Regions from separate parts of the Sus scrofa genome. Here regions 1, 2, 4 and 5 are each linked to region 3. A link is a contact called in public Hi-C, HiChIP or PLAC-seq and promoter capture Hi-C data. All regions are on one chromosome and are shown on one strand. Each heading gives the region's core, a stretch centred on a gene start, on an enhancer-like site or on the middle of the called end of the contact. The rest is flanking DNA. Distances are from core to core; before and after follow the strand shown. Region 1 holds the start of MRPS16 (28S ribosomal protein S16, mitochondrial). Region 2 holds the start of OIT3 (oncoprotein induced transcript 3). Region 3 holds the start of DNAJB12 (dnaJ homolog subfamily B member 12). Region 4 holds the start of ECD (protein ecdysoneless homolog). Region 5 holds the start of NUDT13 (nucleoside diphosphate-linked moiety X motif 13).

Evidence for each region. Promoter capture Hi-C pulls out the DNA fragments that hold promoters and counts their contacts. Hi-C and Micro-C count contacts between places; a contact is called where the count stands out from the background. HiChIP or PLAC-seq counts read pairs in DNA pulled down with a chosen protein or histone mark.
Region 1: a Hi-C map of liver shows a contact between it and region 3, with 7 times the contacts expected there. The contact joins the promoter of MRPS16 here to the promoter of DNAJB12 in region 3. A contact is called at or near these places in 1 of 5 promoter capture datasets (liver) and 1 of 47 Hi-C or Micro-C datasets (liver).
Region 2: a contact with region 3 is called in a promoter capture Hi-C map of fetal liver, with 3 times the contacts expected there. The contact joins the promoter of OIT3 here to the promoter of DNAJB12 in region 3. A contact is called at or near these places in 2 of 5 promoter capture datasets (fetal liver and fetal skeletal muscle) and 1 of 2 datasets of contacts at active chromatin or transcription factors (alveolar macrophages).
Region 4: an H3K27ac HiChIP or PLAC-seq map of alveolar macrophages shows a contact between it and region 3. The contact joins the promoter of ECD here to the promoter of DNAJB12 in region 3. A contact is called at or near these places in 1 of 47 Hi-C or Micro-C datasets (embryonic fibroblasts) and 1 of 2 datasets of contacts at active chromatin or transcription factors (alveolar macrophages).
Region 5: a contact with region 3 is called in a promoter capture Hi-C map of fetal liver, with 3 times the contacts expected there. The contact joins the promoter of NUDT13 here to the promoter of DNAJB12 in region 3. A contact is called at or near these places in 2 of 5 promoter capture datasets (fetal liver and liver), 2 of 47 Hi-C or Micro-C datasets (embryonic fibroblasts and heart right ventricle) and 2 of 2 datasets of contacts at active chromatin or transcription factors (alveolar macrophages and skeletal muscle).

What each region holds. Positions count from the first base shown.
Region 1 is chr14:76,073,275-76,075,974 of Sscrofa11.1, forward strand. MRPS16 (28S ribosomal protein S16, mitochondrial) reads right to left here and starts at 1,365. Exons shown (of 4, transcript XR_001301010.1): 1 at 1,186-1,365; 2 at 440-700. It overlaps CFAP70 (cilia- and flagella-associated protein 70), which reads right to left. Exons shown (of 27, transcript XM_013983341.2): 27 at 1,995-2,305. The coding sequence ends at 2,225.
Region 2 is chr14:75,725,115-75,727,814 of Sscrofa11.1, forward strand. It overlaps OIT3 (oncoprotein induced transcript 3), which reads left to right and starts at 1,258. Exons shown (of 9, transcript NM_001244899.1): 1 at 1,258-1,425. The coding sequence starts at 1,365.
Region 3 is chr14:75,188,697-75,191,448 of Sscrofa11.1, forward strand. DNAJB12 (dnaJ homolog subfamily B member 12) reads right to left here and starts at 1,413. Exons shown (of 9, transcript XM_013983329.1): 1 at 1,398-1,413; 2 at 842-1,267. The coding sequence starts at 974.
Region 4 is chr14:75,991,318-75,994,017 of Sscrofa11.1, forward strand. It overlaps ECD (protein ecdysoneless homolog), which reads right to left and starts at 1,305. Exons shown (of 13, transcript XM_005671096.3): 1 at 1,162-1,305. FAM149B1 (protein FAM149B1) reads left to right here and starts at 1,340. Exons shown (of 13, transcript XM_013983338.2): 1 at 1,340-1,588. The coding sequence starts at 1,542.
Region 5 is chr14:75,916,658-75,919,379 of Sscrofa11.1, forward strand. NUDT13 (nucleoside diphosphate-linked moiety X motif 13) reads left to right here and starts at 1,399. Exons shown (of 12, transcript XM_021074324.1): 1 at 1,399-1,761. It overlaps P4HA1 (prolyl 4-hydroxylase subunit alpha 1), which reads right to left and starts at 2,245. Exons shown (of 15, transcript NM_001097435.1): 1 at 2,165-2,245.

The sequences.
Region 1 (2,700 bases), core at 115-2,614, 880 kb after region 3:
CCCAAGTTGCTGTGGCTCTGGCGTAGGCCGGCGCTACAGCTCCGATTAGACCCCTAGCCTGGGAACCTCCATATGCCACGAGAGCAGCCCTCAAAAAAGCAAAAAGACAAAAAAAAAAAAAAAAAAAAAAAAAGACAATGGATACTGTCTACTTCCTAACACTATTCTCCTTACTTGATAAAAAAATCAACTGACAGAGATCCATTCAAGATACACCATTCCCAATTTTTAGCATAAAAATCTCAGTCACCCATAAAGTTTCACAAAAGGAGTCCACAAAAGGGGTCTCCAGGTTCTAAACGGCAATTAATCAATTTCAGTTCTCACGCCAATCCTCATTAGCCTGGAGATAATGAAAATCGTTCTGAGTTCCCATGATTTTGGAATTGACTTCATTTTAAAATCCTCTCAGAGGTAAGACTAGTACAGAGTTAGTTACCCAGGAGCTTTTCCACAGGCTTAGAGAGGTGGGCCCCACAGCCAATCCAATGTCTGATCCGGTCGAAGTTGAGAGCTACGAGTTTCTCTCCATGACTGTTGGGCAGCGGATCATAGGAGCCCAGCTGCTCTACAAAACGGCCATCCCTGGGACACTTGCTGTGAGCAGCCACGATGCGGTAGAAAGGCCGGTTGGTACAGCCACCCAGGGCAAGGCGGATGGTTAAATGGCCTCCACGGTAGGCCCTGCACAGAACAGTAGCTGTGGAGAAATAAGCAGTTAAGACACAAGAACTGAGGGCACAAAATGGACTAAATGAGGCAGATGAAACAACTCCCTTCCTCTACTGAAATGTCCTTATTTCCAACCAACTCTTGTCAATCTGTCGAGATACCTTTTTTTCTTTTTGTCAAACTCCTCTCATGCGCTCCAGCTAGAAAGGACCTTCCTCCTCACCCTCTAGTGCACTCACCACAGGTCTGCCATTTACTGGCTCTGTACCATGTCGGAGCCCAGCTGCCTCAAATATATGATGAAAACCATTTATTTCACAGAGTTTCCGCAAAAATTTAAACACACACACACACACACACACACTCACACAAAGGGGAGGATCAAACGTGTGGCAGTTTGTTTCAGGCTGGCTTGCCTCCAACTAGCCCAGGAGAGCGCAGCTTCACGCTATCCCCCATGCCTCCTACCCGCTCCACCGCCCAGAAGGTCTCCCGGGGCCCCTATCCACTCACTGAGCTGGACCATGGCGCAGCCAGAGGGCGCCGGGGCCTGTGCGCCAGTTCCGGCCGATCGGCTCTACGGTCAAGGACTGCACGGCGGACAGACAGGAAAGGTCAATGCCCCCGAAGCCCCGACCTCACCCCTCAGCGACCCCAGCCTGGCTCCCCGGTGCCGGAAGCGAATGGCCCATTTGCCCCGCCTCTTCCGCTTTTTGCCTCTATGGTGCCGGTAACGCCGCACGCAGAACTCAACGCGCCTTTACTGCCTCCGGAAAGGGGCAGCCAAACCCTGTGCGAGCGCCCGGCTCCCTCTGGCTGTGGGTCCCTGCTGGAGGGAGGAATATGGGGAGAATACCGAGAGCGGCTGAGAGGTGCTAAACTGCTCTACAAATCCATCCTGCCAGCAAACTTTCTTTTGAGCACGTTAGGGCCAAGGTGCAGTGCTGAGATCTCAAAGATGAAAGGGTGCTGTTCCTGCCCCAAGGAAGCTGACGGTCTGGTGTGGGGGAATTATATGTAAAATATATATATATAATTCTTTTTATTTTTTATGGTGTTTATTTTTTCCATTATAGTCGGCTTACAGTGTTCTGTCAATTTCTACTGTACAGCAAGGTACCCAGTCGTACCTATATATTCTTCTTGCATTATCCTCCATCATGTTCCATCACAAGTGACTAGATATAGTTTCCTGTGCTATACAAGCAGGATCTCATTGCTTATCCACTCCAAATGCAATAGTTTGCATCTATTAAAAATATATAATTCTTAAATGACTTCAGTGTACCTTAATTCCAGAACCACATAGAATTCAAAACCTCTTATTTAGATTTTTATTGCCACCCGGTTTACTGTCAACCAGTAAAACTTCCAGTAACATAGCCATCCAGTATGATACCCAATGGAAATACATGAATGAGTTTCAATTTATGTTGAAGATCTTTTTTTAACTCATCCACAGCCCTCATATGGTGAAACATCCAGGATTTAATTTCTCTGAGAAGGAAAGGAGCTTAGCATCCCATACAGAAAATTCTTCAGGTGGAAGATGTCAGAAAGATGGATTTCCAAAGCCAACTGTCTCCTGTACTGTGTGGATCTCTGCAAGCAGATTCTCATCTTTCAATTTCAGCTGCATGAGAGGAGGATAGGAAGGACATAGGTCATGCCTGATATACCTATGTAGAGACCTCTTATTTTCAGAGCCACAGCTAAATTCCATCCTTGGGGTGGAATTGACTCTTCTTATATTCTCTGTTTCATGGCAACTCCATTAAAAAGAACTCAGGGAGTTCCCGTCATGGCGCAGTGGTTAACGAATCCGACTAGGAACCATGAGGTTGCGGGTTCAGTCCCTGCCCTTGCTCAGTGGGTTAACGATCCGGCGTTGCTGTGAGCTGTGGTGTAGGTTGCAGACGCGGCTCGGATCCTGCGTTGCTGTGGCTCTGGCGTAGGCTGGCGGCTACAGCTCTGATTGGATCCCTAGCCTGGGAACCTCCATATGCCGCGGGAGCGGCCCAAGAAATA
Region 2 (2,700 bases), core at 8-2,507, 540 kb after region 3:
CCAGGGATTGAACCTGAAACCTCATGGTTCCTAGTCCGATTCGTTTACCACTGCGCCACGACGGGAACTCCTGGCCAATTCTCATTCTACACACCATGGAATGTCAGGGAGCTTGCAAACTGGTACACATAATTATGGTGACATGTCTAATGACATGAAATATACAGAACTCTACATTTTCCCTCTTTTGTCTAAAAATGAAACTTCATCACTCCTTTTTCAGTGTCATTAATTTAATGAGTGTTTCCTAATTTGAAGCTCCTGCCCCTATCTTTGTGTGAAAATTAGTAATATAAATAACTTTAAACCATTTTAAATGGAGGAAGAAAGGCATTATGAAAACATGAGATACTGCTGCTCAAAATTGATTAAAAACACAACCTAGGAGTTCCCATCGTGGCGCAGTGGTTAACGAATCCGACTAGGAACCATGAGGTTGCGGGTTCGGTCCCTGCCCTTGCTCAGTGGGTTAAGGATCCGGCGTTGCCGTGAGCTGTGGTGTAGGTTGCAGACGCGGCTCGGATCCCGCGTTGCTGTGGCTCTGGCGTAGGCCGGTGGCTACAGCTCCGATTCAACCCCTAGCCTGGGAACCTCCATATGCCACGGGAGCGGCCCAAGAAATAGCAACAACAACAACAACAACAACAACAAAAAAAGACAAAAAAAAAAACAAAAAACAAAAAAACACAACCTAAACCTTATTTCTTTAGGAAGTTTTGAGCCCAAAGAAGTTTTGATAGCAAAGATACCAGACTTAGAAGCTTGCTTCAGGAGAATACTGTCCTCATGCCACACATGACCTTACTACTCCTTTGCATGCTACTGTAAACTCCTTAACCACCTGATGAAGAGATTTCCTAATGATCAATTCCAAAAAGTAGGTTTTATCCCATTCTCATTTAGAATGCAATGCTATGGCTGCAACACCATGAAATCAATACCTAGAAGTCACAAAACAAGATTTTGACGTGAGGGGATGTCCCGCTTTTAGAGTTCCCTTCTGGATAAGATACTGGAGGTCTCACTGCAGGGAACTTTTGAGAAAAAAGACAATAGGAGGATGAGGGATTGTGAAGTTTGTTTGGTTTTGGTTGTTTTTTTTTTTTTTTTTTCCTAAAGAAAAATACCAATAAAATAACCCTGTTGACAATGTAAAGCAGTGCTTCTATCTGGGGTCAAGGCCAGAGCAATGGACACTTTATCCCACTCATCCTCTTCCTCTGATAAAGTCCCAACCAGTACTGAAGTCTTTCTTCATAAGAGCCTTGAGGCCTTTTTAAAAAGGCGCTTGATAAAGAAGCGGACAAAGGAAAACTGAAATTAAGAGGATTTTCCAGTCTGTCTCTGGTGGCTGGTCCAGAAGGATGCCTCAGTTCCTGCTTCTCACCTGCCTCTTTATCACAATAACACTCGTGTCACCAAAGGGTAAGTCTTATGCCAAGTACATGGCACAATGTAATTTTTGTTGTAGGAATTTGCTGTTGTGTACAGGTTATTAAGAGCAAGATTCCAGAATCTTAAATATGGGTTCTAGAATAGTATAAAAGTCATGAATAACCTATGAAGATATGTTTTCAGAGAATTTCTCTTCCATGTGCCATTTAGCCTCTTGCCTGGGCATCCAAAATTTCCATAGATCTGCCATGTCCAAACAACTTTCCACAAGCCAAGTATTTCTTGGATATGTGTAAAAGAAATTCTAACCTCTTTATATTCTAGGCACTTTTATAGTTCCAACTTCAAGAGGGAAAAAAAAAAGATTTTTAGAGGGAAGGATGGAGTTTTTTTTCTTTAATGAATGCAAGGGACTAACTGTGCCCATGAAAGGAACAGATCTGAATAAATCAGTCTTCTGAGTCTTGACATCTGAAAATATGACTTTTGCACAGACTGAGTGAACTTTAAACTGTCGTCCTCCTCAGGCTTGGCACAAAACTGGCCAACATGGCAAAGAAAAATTTAAATTCCAGCTACTAAAAAATTTCTCTCTCCTTTCCCAGTATGAGTTCTAACTAGAAGAGAAAGTGAGAGGAGGTTAAGGTGAAGAGAAGTGTCCTTCTTGGCACTTTTGAAAAGCTGGGTGCTTAATTGCCACTATTTATTTATTCTGGGTAGCTCAGGCCTTGCTCTAGCACCTTCAAGAATATATATTAAAGGCAGTTCCCACTGTGGCTCAGTGGTAAGGAACCCCGCCCCCACTAGTATCCATGAGGATGCAGGGTTTGATCCCTGGCCTTGCTCTGTGGGTTAAGGATCCAGCATTGCTGGGAGCTGTGGTGTAGGTCACAGACGCAGCTCAGATCTGGTGTGGCTGTGGTCGACAGCTGCAGCTCCAGTTAGACCCCTAAGCCTGGGAACTTCCATATGCAGCAGGAGCAGCCCTAAAAAGACCCCCCCCCCAAGAAAATATGTATATATATGTATATATATGTGTATATATATATATATATATGTATATATTTATACATATATAAATAGGTTTGAGACCCTAAAGAGACATGGTAAACTAAATCCCATGTGGTGTCCTAGATCGGATCCAGGAACAGAGAAAGACATAGGCAAAAACTAAGGAAACCTAAACTATGGTTGAGTTAATAATAACATACCAACACTGGTTCATTATTTGTGGCAAAGGTACTACACTAGTGTATGATTATTTTGTAATATGGGAAACTGGGTCCCAATAGATGGGAACTCTTT
Region 3 (2,752 bases), core at 163-2,662:
ATCACCGGACCCACTGACACCAGCCTTGACAACTCTGAAATGACCTATGGATGAAGACTAATATGGACACCTTAATCAATAACCCTGACTTCTGGGCTAAAGCCATAAAATCCCTTGCCATCCCCTCTCAGGTCAGGAGATAGTTCTGAGGCATTAGGCTGCTGTGTCCTCCTTTGCCTGGCAAAGCAATAAAGCTGTTCTTTCTCTTCCTCAAAACTCTGTCTCCTGTCTCCAAGACTTAACTGGTGCAGGTGTACAGAGGCCGCATTTTCAGCCACAGTCACAGGGCAGACTGTGTGGAATGGGAAGAAGGTAGGCTCTCGTTTGGGGAGGGTGATCCCTGGCCCTCCCCGGGTGAGAAAATATGGAGACGCTTTTTCAGGCCGATCGAAGGTCGGAAGTCCTCTTTCCCTCTCTAGAACCTATTCTCTCCGTCAGAGGAGTTGTTTATTTTCCTAAACTATAATATTTCCCAAACCGGCAACTGGCTCCCAGCCACCGAATGGCCCCTTGGGAAAAGTAGTTCAATTTCGCTTCCAGGTAAGTTCCTTTCGTCCCACCTGCCAGCGCCTCTCATTCTTGGGAACTCCAAATCTCAGAGGGGTCCGCAAGCCCCAGGAAAGCTGACGTCGCTGTGGCCCCTCTCATTAGGTGTCCAGCATCCCAGAGAAGTGGGAGAGCCGAACACTACACCTCCCAGCGGCCACCGCGCGTCTCAGTACGCAGGCGTAGCCGCGCCTCGCCACCCCTCCCCCTCCTCCAACTGATCCCGTCGGTCCGTTCCCATATTCCCCCCATCAGTTCTAATGTCCCCTCTGTGTCTCCGGCACCTCACACTCACCGCGAACTCGCGGGGTCGGGTACAGCCGCTGCGCCTTCTCCAGGAAGCGGAGCGCCCTGTCATGCTGGTTGCTCTGGATGGCCTTGAGGGCGATGCTAATACAGCGCTCGGCTTCATCCTTGTTAGATTCCATGGCGGAACCAGAGCGCGGAACCAGGGAGGGGGAGGCCGGGGAGCGAAAGGCTGAGCCAGCTGCTGGCGCGTCTCGGGGCAGGCTGTCGCAGGATGGTGACGTAACCCTCTGCCCCCTCCTTTTCCGAGATTAGTGCGAGATTTTGAGCGAAGGAGGAAGTGCTACCGTATGTCTTCTAAGAGGGGGACGTGTAGCAGAAGCGCTAAGTGTGCACAACCACATTCCTGGAGCCCAAAGGAGTCGTATTCAGAGGTCTTCAAGTATTGTATTTTTGCATGTTCTTGGTAGTAACTCTGTGTATTTGAGATGAAGGTGGCTTATTTATTTATTCATTCAGCGGATATTTATTGAATACCCGCTATTTGCCATGCTAAGTACAAGGCAGCGGTGAAAAAACAAAGCCCTTGCCCTCAGGGAGCTTACCTTCCAGTGTGTGTAGCCGGGTGGGGAGACATCCAATAAAGAGATAGAGTCCAAGCGTGATAAATGCTATGAAGAAAAAAAAAGACAATATAAAGAAATAAAGAGATTGAGAGTGGAAGGTGCAAAATAGCCTGATCAGATAAATCTTCTCCCAGAAGCGGTTATTTTAATAGAAATCTGAATTCAAGAAAGAGAGAATAGGTATTCCAGGTGTTAAGTCACCTGGAAGAAAGGTGGTCCAGGCAGAAGGAAAAGCAAATGCACCACAGCTCACGGCAACGCTGGATCCTTAACCCACTGAGCGAGGCCAGGGATTGATGGAACCCGAATTCTCATGGATAGTAGTTGGGATTATTACCACTGAGCCACAATGGGAACTCCTAAGAATCCATTTTGGCTTAAGCCAATTTGTGATCTAAGCCTGGCTGCAATGCTGGCCCTTGAACAGGTCTCAGTCATTAAAGATCTTAAGGGAGGGAATGAAGAAACTGGGGAGGATTAGTCAAGGAAAAAATGGTGCAGCCTTGGGGTAGGGTCCTGGTTTTGAAACCCTGTATAAGATCTTGAGTCCTTGGAGTTCCCGTTGTGGCTCAGTGGTTAACGAATCCAACTAGGAACCATGAGGTTGCGGGTTTGATCCCTGGCCTTGCTCCGTGGGTTAAGGATCTGGCGTTGCCTTGAGCTGTGATGTGTGTCGCAGACGCAGCTTGGATCCTGCATTGCTGTGGCTGTGGTGTAGGCCAGCAGCTACAGCTCCGATTCGACCCCTAGCCTGGGAACCTCCATATGCCATGGGAGTGGCCCAAGAAATGGCAAAAAGAAAAAAAAAAAAAAAAAATCTTAAGTCCTTGTGTTTTGAAGGAAAAGACTTTTCCTTTAGCCTTGGTCTTAAAAGGCTAACACAAGAGTTAATGATTAAGGGAGTTCCCATCATGGCTCAGTGGTTAAAGAACCCAGCTAGTATCCATGAGGACATGGGTTCAACCCCTGACCCCGTTCAGTGGGTTAAAAATCTGGCGTTGCTGTGAGCTGTGGTCGCAGACATGGCTCGGATCGCACGTTGTTGTGGCTGTGGTGTAGGCCTACAGCACCTATTCGATCCCTAGCCTGGGAACCTCCACATGCTGTGGGTATGGCCCTAAAATGACAAAAGAGAAAAAAAAGAGTCAATGATTAGGAAATATTATTATAGATAAAAACTAGTTAAAATAGTCTTCATGATGTCATGCCCTGCCTTGGCCCACACACTTACTCTTAACTAGCTTTTCACAAAGGATCTAGTCCTTGCTTAATTGCTTTCTTTTACTAACGGTTACTTTTTAGTTAGAGTTATATTGCATTTAGTGTTCTTTTTT
Region 4 (2,700 bases), core at 55-2,554, 800 kb after region 3:
CTGCATTCCCAAGTTAATAAGCGTGTAAAAATGAAATAAAAAATGTTTGCCTTTGCACTAATAGTGGTGCATGTAACACACGGTCAGAAACAATGCAATAACATCTCTTGAAATATTGACAAAAATTCCAGTTCTGCCACTGGTCCTAGTTGTGTCATTCTGGGCATTTCATTTTCTCTTTCTGGGGCTTCCCCCTAATTGTAGAATGAGAATGTTATTTTATCATTTCTAAAATCCGTCTCTACTTTCCTCCCTTCATCCTCTTCTCCCTCTCTTTCTCTCTCTTTACTTTCTTTCTTTCTTTCTTTTCGTTCGTTCGTTCTTCCTTTCTTTCCTGCCATGCCTGTAGCATGCATAAGTTCTCAGGCCAGTGACTGAACCCATGACACAGCTGTATTTAACCTCCTGAGCCACCAGGGAACTTCTTCCCTGAATTTTTATTGTTTAAACACTCTTAAGAGTAATCTCCCTTACTCTGCAGAATTTAAATCTTTCCCCTTGTACATCATGGGTGAATTCAAAACTACAAAACATTTATATCCTATCATTTCACCCCAAAATAATCTGCCCATGGCTCTTGATCCTACAACAACCCGTCCCAAACCACCGCCCTCCGCCCCTTTTCAGGTCTCAGAGGGTATAAATAACTGTTTTCTAAGGATTTCCCTTACAGACAAAAGTACTAGCTTACTATTGCTGCCAGGTGAGGCTTGTTAAAGAAAGATATTGCACTGGATGGTCCACTTTAAGGCTGTGATTCGATTTTCAGGCTTATTTGGTTTTCCAAGGAACTAATAAAACTAAGTCGAGAGGAACTTGCATCTTCTATCCAGACACTCACTACAGTCCAGATTGACAGATAATAAATACTCACCCACCCCAGAATGCCAAGCACACCTTATTATGAAGAATTTAGTGTCAGGCTAGAAGGGACTTTGAGATCACTCAGACTGACTCCACACTGTACATATGAGGAAACCGGGAGCACGGCAGGAGAAGCAACCAAGCAGCTGAGGCCGGACTAGGTTCTAGCGCTCTTTACTCAAAACAAGGGTCCCTTCTTCATCCAACAAAATGAAGCCAATTTCGCTTCCAGTTCTAAAGCCTGGGCCTCTTCCTCACGTCCCTGCTGCGGCACCTTTCCTCAGCCTTCTCTCCTACCTCGTGGGCTGCCAGCAGCAGCCAAAGCCCGGCTCTGACTGGATCCACACGCTTGTCTAGGACCTGAAGCCAGCGGAAACTTAAGTCAGAAACCGGCTCAGCTCCGGAACTCCCAGCGTCGCCTTTGCTAGGTGTCGGCGGGAGTATTAGGCGGCTGCACCTGTGCGTTCGTCACTTCCGCCCCCACGGGGAAACAGGGAGGGGAGAGGACTGGAGAGGTGGGGATCCTGGGGTGGTGGCGGTCCGGAGTCTAGGAGACGGGGCGTGACGGGGCCGGAAGGTGGCGGGAGGGGGCCGAGCCGGAGCTGGCGGGAGGGCCAGGCCCGGAGGCCCCCACCCTGGCTTGGCCGCCCCGGCCGCGGCTGAGGAGGAAGAGGAGGATGATCTCCAGATACACACGGAAGGCGGTGCCTCAGAACTTGGAGCTGTGAGTGGACTGCTCAGCCACCCAGCTGGGGCCGGGGGAAGCCGTGGCGGGCCGCAGGCGCTCTGGGGACCCTCCTTGACCAGTCCCTTGCTCCTTTTTCTTTCCCAGGGCGAGGGAAAGAAAAAATTCTTTGAAATTTTCTCCTCCTAGCCTTGCCGGACGTTGCCCCTCCAGACCTCCATCTCCAGCTAAGAGCGTGTTACCAGTGCAATCCCAGGACTTGACCCTCTTGGGCTGCACTCCCGGGGCTCAGGAACTGGGTTTCCTAAGGCATTTGTAGTTTCCGTTGTGTTCCATGCCCCACTTTCCATGGCCACTAACAACTCGTGAAGTTATTAATAACTGAGTCCTACAATAAAGTTGAATACGTCTAAAGCCAAACACCCTGCGAAGCGCTTACATGCATTAGCTTACTTAATCCTATCAATAAGGATACCAGATAGGAACTCTTATTTTGTACTTCCTACAAGATAAAGATCCCAGATCTGAAGGTTGTATCGTGCCAAAGATCACACAGCTAGGTGGTGATGGAGCTGAAGTATAGACCCGTTATCAGTCTGATTCTGAAGTTTGTGGTCATAACCATTACATACTGTCTCCCCACCTCTGCGTTGAAGAGTCAGAATCCTCAGGATCAGGTTTGCTTTTGAGACTTTAGAGAACAGATATTTCCAGCTTGAACAACTTAGTGAAGTGTTGTAATTTAGGAAGTAATGATAATGTCATACATTTATTAATGCTTTACACTTTCAGAAACTTTCACATCTTAATCTTTAAGATGGATATGACCATCTTCAATTTTCAGCAGAGGAAGTATCAGAAAGGTACACATCTTAAGATTATATAACCAATAGGTTTTTGAGCTTGGGCTTTTTAACCCCAAATCCCAGTTGTTGTTTTTCTCCACTAAGGTATGTAATTTTAGCAACCATACATTTATTAATTAAATATTAATTATATATGGTAATAACAGCTATGGTATTTTCAGTCACACCTGGGTTTCTGGTTAGACTCTTTTCTAGCCTTCTGAATTTTAGGCAAATTACTAATTTTTTGAGCCTTCATTTCTATAACATAGGAATAAGACTTTATCTAAAAGCATGTCTAAAATG
Region 5 (2,722 bases), core at 149-2,648, 730 kb after region 3:
CCAGGGATCAAACCTGCATCCTCATGGATACTAGCTGGGCTCATTACAGCTGAGCCGCAACGGGAACTTCCTAATGCTTTATTTTTTTAGTAGAATTTTACACTGTCTAAATTTTTCTGCAGTAATTAAGTGTTGCATATTTTTTTCAATCTGTTTTTTGGCCACGCCCATGATATGTGGAAGTTCCCGGGCCAGGGACTGAACCCATGCCACAGCAGCAACCTTAGCCACTGCAGTGATAACACTGGATTCTTAACCTGCTGCACTGAAAGGGAATGCCTTTCATCTGTTTTTTTCACTACATGTTTCCAAGATACAAAATGGTCAACACCATTATCTGCCTACCAAAGTCCCTGGCTTTCAGTACCTCAAAATACAACTCATTTAAAGACATCAAATAGCATTATTCACCTAAAGACACAAAGCAGTCCTTTCCCTAGTAACTAAGTTCAATCTCAAAGAAGCATTTGGCATCAGCTATCAGCTACCAAGGGACTGAAGGCATAATGTTCCAAAACCAAAACTGACATGACTTTTAAAGGTAAGTGACAAAACCTACACTTCTCACAGAAAGAAAAGGTAAAATGTGAAGTTCACAGTTAAGATTTAGAAATTATATTCACAGGCTAAAAGTCAAAGTTAAACAAAAATCACTGAATGTCTACTCAAATTTTAAATCAAGGCAAAACATACTCAAGGTTATTGACTTTCAGCTAAAATATTTCCTGCCTAAGGTATCCATTTTTTTCATAGATACTTGATGAGAAAAATCCCTTTAAAATGTTTTATATATTAGATTCCAATGTTCCAGCTACAAGGACAGTATATTTCTTATTATTTTAGATAAAGACTAGCCTCATTCATAAGCTACATCTAAATCTAAAAGGGGAAATACTTTCTTCCCAAAACCTGTATCAAAAAAAAAAGAGCCTAAAGTTGATGAAAGAACACTGCTGCCACGTCTTTCCCTTCCCCCACTCAGAAGTGACTATTTCATCCCTTCAGAGTGCATTCCAAGGGAAAGTCCAAGAGCCACAGCTCTTAGAGAAACAAGAAACAGTTAAGTTGAAACTGGCAAGCCTCGTTGGCCTTTTAGATCAATTCCTAAAAGGAAATCTAGGTTCTTCGTCCCTTAAAGCAAACAGTGCAAAATTCCAAGAATCTTCTCCACTCTGTCGGAACGCCAAAGACGTTAGTGTCTAAAAACTGAACTGTATTTAATACATTCGATGACTGAGGAGAAATAGTCTCATACTTATGATACCACTCTTCCTCCCCCTTAAAACATACATCTGGGGGCCATTCGCTTAACTCAAAGTTCTCGCACAAACACAGAATTCGATTTCCTGATGGACTTTTAAAAGCATCAGATTCTGCTGTGAAAGAGCAGAGGGGGGTGGGGAGGGAGAGAAGCTCATGTACCTTTAAAATTTTTATGTGGCAGAAGGAAGGAAGAAGACTAGCTTCCCGGTTGACTGAGAATCTGACAGCCGACTTCCCTACCCAGCCGCCCGAAACTCGCCGCCCGGGGCTACGTCTAACTGCTCGGGCTGCACCGCTGCGCGCAACAGATGAGCCTGAACTTCCCCGGGTATGTCCGCTTCCTAGACCCGACAACTCTTCCGCGGGGTAAAAACGCCCGAGTGCTTCGGCGTGAGCTCTAAGCTTTAAAATCAGTTCTCCACTGCCACATGCTAACCATCTGCTGATTTGGAGGCCGAAAACCGTCGCGTACCCGTCAGCTTTGCAAGCGAGGACCAGGTAAGAGTGGAGCTCGGGAAAATCAACAGGGTTACCCCTCCTCGGGAAGGAATATTCAAGAAAGTACTGGTTCCCGGGGCGGAGACAGAGGCTGCCGCAGCCCCAACAGTCGGGGACGCCAATCTGGGAGGAGGTGGGAAGGGGAGCACCGAGGAGGGCGGAAGGGCCTCTGGGACAACCAGGAGGCGCGGGGCGCTGGACCTGGGGAAGGTACAGAGGAGAAGGTACTGCGGTAGTAAACCAGGGAACCCCTGCCCCCGAGCCATCCCACCAGAGAGGGCAGGGACCAGACCCCCCAGAGCCATCCGAGAAGGGCCGCGGCTGCCCAAGAACTTCAGCCTCAGTAGCCAACGACTACCCAAGGACTTCATCCTCATTCTCCAAGGTCGGAGAAGCGTCTCACCTGAGAAGTGGCAGGGGAGGGCTGCGCGTTCTCCAGTCCTCGACCGCCTTCAGTCAAGCCGGCTCCCTTCTCTAAGCCCGCTGGTGGCTTGACTGGGCAGCAGAGGGAGCCAGTTAGCCCTTTTATAACCTCTAGGCCGCGACGGCAGCGCTAGGGAGGAGGCAACTGCAACCCTCGCTACGTGAGCTCGATCACACCAGCGCCCAGGCGTTTGCGCAGGCGCCCAGCCCAGGCCCTCGCCCCCACCCTTTGCCCACGTCCCACGCCCCAGACTCCCCACCAGCTGGTGAAGTCCGGAGCCGAGGGGAGGGGCCGGCGGGCGGGCGTGTGGTGTAGCGCGCCTGCGCAGGGTCCTCGCCACGCCCTTGTTACCGTGGTTACTCCGGATTTGCCCCACTCCTTTCAACAGGTTGTTTAGCGCCTGGGTTACGCCATCAGCCTCAGGCTGGGACGTCGGAACTCCCAGCAGGGAACTATATTAAATATAAGAATAAGAACATGGGAGTAGAAAATAAGGCAGAAAAGAAGAATCGGGTGGAAAATAACACCGTACCTCAT